2 separate regions of the Mus musculus genome follow, and region 2 is linked to region 1. A link is a contact called in public Hi-C data. All regions are on one chromosome and are shown on one strand. The core of a region is the stretch at or near the end of the contact, and the rest is flanking DNA. Distances in the headings are between cores, read along the strand shown.

What was found. Hi-C and Micro-C count contacts between places; a contact is called where the count stands out from the background.
Region 2: a Hi-C map of regulatory T cells shows a contact between it and region 1, with 7 times the contacts expected there. The contact joins the promoter of Casp9 here to the promoter of Cplane2 in region 1. A contact is called at or near these places in 1 of 484 Hi-C or Micro-C datasets (regulatory T cells), 1 of 115 datasets of contacts at active chromatin or transcription factors (pancreatic cancer cells) and 1 of 9 other capture datasets (liver).

What each region holds. Positions count from the first base shown.
Region 1 is chr4:141,212,383-141,215,466 of GRCm38.p6, forward strand. It overlaps Cplane2 (ciliogenesis and planar polarity effector 2), which reads left to right and starts at 1,574. Exons shown (of 6, transcript NM_001081174.2): 1 at 1,574-1,681; 2 at 1,941-2,090. The coding sequence starts at 1,979.
Region 2 is chr4:141,792,175-141,795,258 of GRCm38.p6, forward strand. It overlaps Casp9 (caspase 9), which reads left to right and starts at 1,438. Exons shown (of 9, transcript NM_015733.5): 1 at 1,438-1,812. The coding sequence starts at 1,681.

The DNA.
Region 1 (3,084 bases), core at 324-2,823:
TGCTATCAGAGCATTACAGTGCAAGCATTAAATGTGCAGATTCATTTAGAGATTTCCAAGATTCAAACCAGACCTTGGCGAGGCTGGGTATGAAGTCTAGAAGCCCAAAGACGACTCAGATCTAAATCTTTCTGGTCTGTGATTGACAGATCTCTGCCACTACAGAAAGGGCCTCATCTCAGGAGCATGTGCAATGGGTTCCGTCCAGCCACAGACTCCAGTAGAAATGGTTTCCTCTTGCACAGCCTTGCTGCCTCGTAAGGCAGGGACCGAAGCACCCTCTCTTGCACCCTCCTCCCTTGCCCACCTCCGTCTGCCTCCGTGGGTCTGTGACCTCCTTGCTGCTATTGACTTCACTAGCACTCCTAGGTGCCGAGGGTGAAGTCTTGAAAACCCAGAACCCAGTCTGGCCGGATAGATAACATGTTTTTAGAGTCAGGTAACCCAGGCTTCTGAGTCTGTTTTTCCACTGACGAGGTGTGTTCCAGCTACCTCATCTGGAGTAGCAAAGACATGAAGCTGTTTATATAGAGATGAGTGTCCACAGACTCCAGGGCAAGCGGCCCTCACGGAGTCTACTTAACTCATTCCTTGCAAAGCAGTGGCTGGCCCTCCTTGAAGACGCTGCTCGAGATGCTGGTGAAGATGACAGACGTCACTCAGAGTGTCTCAAACACCCGCTCATCTTGTGCAGCTCACAGGCATTTCCTGAGCTGCCATCTTTGGGGTTGCTCACAGGTCCGGGCCGGAGCATCCAGTCCGAGGGCAGGACTTCTGGCTCACCCTTGCTTCCCAGCACCAACCAGATGCTGGGCACACAGTTGGGGCTTGGTCATTGTTGAATGACAAGAATGAATAAATCAATTAGTAGACAAATGGCTCTTTATTCAGACCTCTTACAAAGCCCCTTGAAGCCTCAATCCAGAGGTATTTGACTCTGGACCTGCTGGGCAGGGTTGATGGAGCTGTGATGTTAATAACAGGAGCGTAAGAACTAAACCTGCTGAGCTTTGCTGCCCAGCATGGTTGTAAAGAACCCTGTGAAGGTAAATAAATAAATGGCCAGACATGGTAGCACATGCCTTTAATCCCAGCACTAAGAGGCAGGGGAGTTTCTGTGAATTCAAGGATAGCCTGATCTACAGAGAGTGTTTAAGGACAGTAAAGGCTACTATACAGAGAAACCCTGTCTCGAGGAGGAGGAAGAGGAGGAGAAGGAGGAGGAGGAGGAGGAGGAGGAGGAGAGGGATGAGAAAAGAGAGGAGGAGGAGCAGGAAGAGGAGGAGGAAGAGGAGGAGGTAGAAGAAGAGGAGGAGAAAGGGAAAGAAAAAAAAGAAAGGAAATAATATCCATTTTGTAGAAAAGGAAACTTAAGAGGCTCAGAAAACTGATGAAGCCTCCTTTCTGGGGGAGATGATCATGTTTGATAGGAAAATATGAGCTCACATTGGTAAAGTCGAATAAGAAAGATCCTGCTTAGGGAAGGAGCTGCAGACCTTGCAAAACCTACAAAGACCCGCCGGAATTCAGGAGCCCCGCCTCCGCCTGCGTCGCCATGGCAACATTTCTGCGCATGCGCTTCGTGGTCAGCGTCTTGACCTGACGGAAGCAGGCTCTGCTGGCAGGACAGAAAAGAAGGGCGGGCTTTTAAATCGTCACCCTGCTGGCGGGGACTGTGAAGGTTGGTGGTCCCGGGAGTCGGAATTGAGGGGGTAGAGGCGAAGTGGGGCTCGGAAGGAGATAAGGCAGAGGGGACTTGTGGAAATACCTTCCCAGGACAAGGATGGGTTAGTTCCCCAGAGAGCAATGTAGAAGGATGGGGCTATAGAAATGCACCTTCGGGATGGGGATCCAGGTTCCAAAGGAAAGCCAGAGAGAGATTAAGGACCTCGGAGTCGCCTTGCGATAATGGTTGGCCCTCTCTCCACTTCTACTCCCAGTATTCGGACACATCCTTACCTTACTGGCGTACTCAAGCATGGCCAGACCTCCCATGCACGGTTCGGTGATTGTCCCAGACTGGCATGAGACGGTCGAGGGTAAGGAGTACTTAGCCTGCATCCTGCGCAAGAATCGCCGGCGGGAGTTTGGTAAGCGGCACCCCACCTCACCCCACCCCCGTCCCCCAGACCTCACCACGTGCCACTAGTACACTCTTGACACTCCCTGGGGCGGCAGGAACAGATCTGTGGAACCTGCCCCACAGCACTTCTGACCATCGAGGTCTCCTGGGTGCCGCCTCTAGCCTCTAGTCTCAGGCCCCCTTCCCCAAATCTCCTTAAAGCTAATTCCACCAACAGAGCCAGGAACCTGGAAACAGCCCATGCCTGCCAACAGCAACTGTCACCAGAGATGCTGTTGACTGAGCCCTCACTTGGGGTCATGCCCTCTGCTGGGCACTTTGCACAGCAACCTTGCAACCTTGTTTCAGAAAGCGTTTCACTATGTTGCCAGTATTCATTGTTGTGTATCCAGTACTGGTTATGTAGACCAGGCTGACCTCAAACTCACAGAGATCCACCTGGCCTCTATCTTCTAAGTGCTGGGATCAAAGTCACGCATCACCACACCATGTCCTGCCTATTCAACTTTCTATTTATTTATTTTATGTATATGAGGGCTCTGTCTGCATGAATGTCTGCAGACCAGAAGAGGAAACAGTGTGAGACACCATCCATGTAGGTGCTGAGAATTGAACTCTGGAAGAGCAGCCTGTGCTGAGCCATCTCTCCAGCTCCTGCTGTGCAGTTTTAAGAACTCATAAAGATCCCAATGAGTTGGTTTGGGGATTTATTTGTAGTAGCTGTAAATATTTTTGCTTATATTTCCCTATTAAAGAAGAAATTGTAATATATATATATATTTTTTTAATTAATTTAATTTTTTTCCGAAACAGGGTTTTTCTGTATAGCCCTGGCTGTCCTGGAACTCACTCAGTAGACCAGGCTGGCCTGGAACTCAGAAATCCACCTGCCTCTGCCTCCCAAGTGCTGGGATTAAAGGTGTGCGCCACCACTGCCTGGCCTAAGATATATTTTTATGTATAAGAAAGCCAGATTGAATAGTAACAGTATTGGGGTTGGA
Region 2 (3,084 bases), core at 188-2,687, 580 kb after region 1:
GCAGGGATAACTGCCAAATCCCCAAACAAGCCAGTTTTAGCCAACGTGGTGAATCTCCTTTACTTTGGGGCAACTAACCCCCTTTGAGTTTCTCATTACTGCTCTCCCCAGATTTCCTGTTTGTAAATTCACCTCAGCTGCTCCTCCCGAGTGTACATCCTATTTTATGGAAGGAAATGTTGACTGATGCCCAAATCAGGAAACAAGTGTAATATTATCGTTTGACATATTCCAAGGTGGATTCTTGGCTATGAGTCTATTCTGGTTCTGGTCACGCTGTGAGATCCCTGACACATGTCTACAGCTGTCATCAAGGAATAACTATATCCCTGTCAGGAATGTGGCATAAGGCTAGCAGAGAGAATAGCGTAAGGGGCTAGCACAATGCCCAATTACTTTTTTAAAAATGTGTTTAATTAGTTAATGCATATATGAGCACTCTGTCTTCATGCACAGAGGGAATCAGATCCCATTACAGATGGTTGTAAACCACTATGTGGTGGCTGGGATTTGAACTCAGGACCTCTGGAAGAACAGCTGGTCCTCTTTACCCTGAACCATCCATCTCTTCAGACCTTGTTCAATTACTTTTTTTAAAGATTTATTTATTTATTACATGTAAGTACACTGTAGCTGTCTTCAGACATCAGAAGAGGGTGTCATTTCTCAATACAGATGGTTGTTGAACCACCATGTGGTTGCTGGGATTTGAACTCATGACCTTCAGAATAGCAGTTGGTGTTCTTAACCGCTGAGCCATCTCTCCAGTTATTTCAATTACTTTTTAAGTCGTGGAAATAAGTGGTACAAAACTGAGAGAACATAGGATTAGATTCCTGGCAGTTTCTCTGGGGGAGGTGCTGAGGAGGGAAAGAGAGCGAGATCTAACCAATGAGCTTGGTTAGATTGAGGGCACGATAGCCCTGAAACAGCAGGCAGCAAGAGGTTTACTAGCCGCAGCGTTAGAAAGCCACAGCCAGCAAGGGACTTGAAAGATCTAGGACAAATGTCTAGGCGTGGTTTTCTTCCCTTTTCTCTCGTGATCCTTTGAGTATCTGTAGAAGTAGGGTCATTGTGAATTTTGGTAGAGCAATCGCCATGCGAGGGGAAAAGTTACAACTACCGCTAAGCAGAACCAGCAAATGGGAGCAAGATAGCAAGGCAACCACAAGGCCTGGAACCCTAGGGGAGAGTCTGGGATGCAAAGGAGGGCTTCGGGGCGGGGCGAAGGAACTCGGTAGGGCGGGATTGCTGGTCTACGAGGCGAGGAGGGGCGAGTCCTAGGGGAGAAGCGTTATCATGTGAGGCAGGTCTTAGTCCGTACGGCGAAGTGATGGGGCGGAGCTTGAATGCAGCGCCAGTGGGCGTGGCGAAGCAGCGCGGTCGTAGGGCGTGGCGAAGGGGCGGGGCCTGAGAGCGCGGCGTTGAGGGAGGTGTTGGGGGCTGGTGGTGGGGTGAGCGGCCGTGGGAGCTGTTTTGATTGCGGAGGTGGAGCCCAGTGAGCGCGAGTCACAGGCCGCGGGGCGGGGCGGGGCGGGGCGGAGCGGAGCCCAGTGGACCGGGTGACCGCTGGCCGGAGCGGGATCCCTGGAGGCGCTATGTGGGGGCGGGGCGTGGGCGCCGGGGCGGAACCCGAGGGCCGGAAGCGGACAGAACCCGGGGTCCCGCAATCGGCTCGCCATGGACGAGGCGGACCGGCAGCTCCTGCGGCGATGCAGGGTGCGCCTAGTGAGCGAGCTGCAAGTCGCGGAGCTCTGGGACGCTCTGCTGAGTCGAGAGCTCTTCACGCGCGACATGATCGAGGATATTCAGGTGCGCCCCGCCTCCTTGTGTCCGCCCTCTTTTTCCCGCGGCGCAGATAGGGACTGGGAGGTCGCTGAGAGGTTCTCTGAAGCCACTACGGAGCTCCTGCCCTTTTTTTCCGCTTTGCACCCTGTGCAATCCACGCCCTGGGAAACCATGGTGTGGGAACTCCATTTTTAAAACCTTCCCCAGTACTGCCCTCTTAGTTCGCCACAAGAATAAAATAGAAGAACCCATGCTCCTCTTTTGTGGAGTGTTTGTTAAAAGCGGTCTGTAATCTGCACCGTTTGAACTTTTATGATTTTTCTCTTCTCTAGTATAAGGGCCCTAGACACCCACTTTAGCCTTATACTGGCACATTGTACCAGTCACTTCCCGTTTTTGAATCTCAGTTTCTAGGGCTGTGAAATGGAACGGTGGTCATCCTGTCCTAGGACAAGGACATAGAATCAGGATCTGTCTTTTTTGGCTGGGCTTTTATCAAGTGCATGTTTTATAAAGGAGTTCAGAAAAGAAGGAATTTGATGCAGGTAATGCAGAAGAATAAAATCAAACATTTGATTTTTTTTAATCCACTTTCGCCCACTTAAACCTAGAGCATGAGTCACAATGTTGATGGCTTGTGTAAAGGGGTGTATTGAATTTCTACGCTATATGGATTACTGTGTGAGTGGAATTATTCTGGATCAAAATATAATGGTGGCAGTATTATTTTCATTGTACTAGAGTTCAATTTTAGCTTGATAAAATTCTGTATTACACAAGGGAAAAGGTCAACTTGTTCAAAGTCTAAAGATGAGTATGAAAATTACAGAGAAAACAGGATAGCTGTATGCATAAATGCATCTTCTATTGGAAGATACAGAGTAAAAACTCTTAAAGGACTCTAAAAAGAGAAAAAAAAAACCACTTTAGCATCTTTGTTCCAGTTGATGCCTCACCACAGGTCTGAAAAGGGAATATTTCTTTCTGAGAGGATATGAGTGCCAGGCCCTGGGGGACTGTCTACAAGGCTGTCTCCAGCATCTGTATTGGAACGTGGCTTGGTCCAGTGAAGGAGATAGAAGAAAGTGGTGTAGAGTCATGTGGTTAGCTGCCAAATAATAACAAAAGTAGGCTCAGGAACACATTTGGATGGGCCCATACTGATCAAGAAAAGTGGTTTGAAGGGAAAGTCCTAGCCTTCCAGAAGGCATATTAAGGGGGATCAGGAGCTGAACTGCCCAGAGTGGCACCAGCAGCCACTGTCTTGCTCCCTTCTCCAGCCAAGTGTGGTCAAAA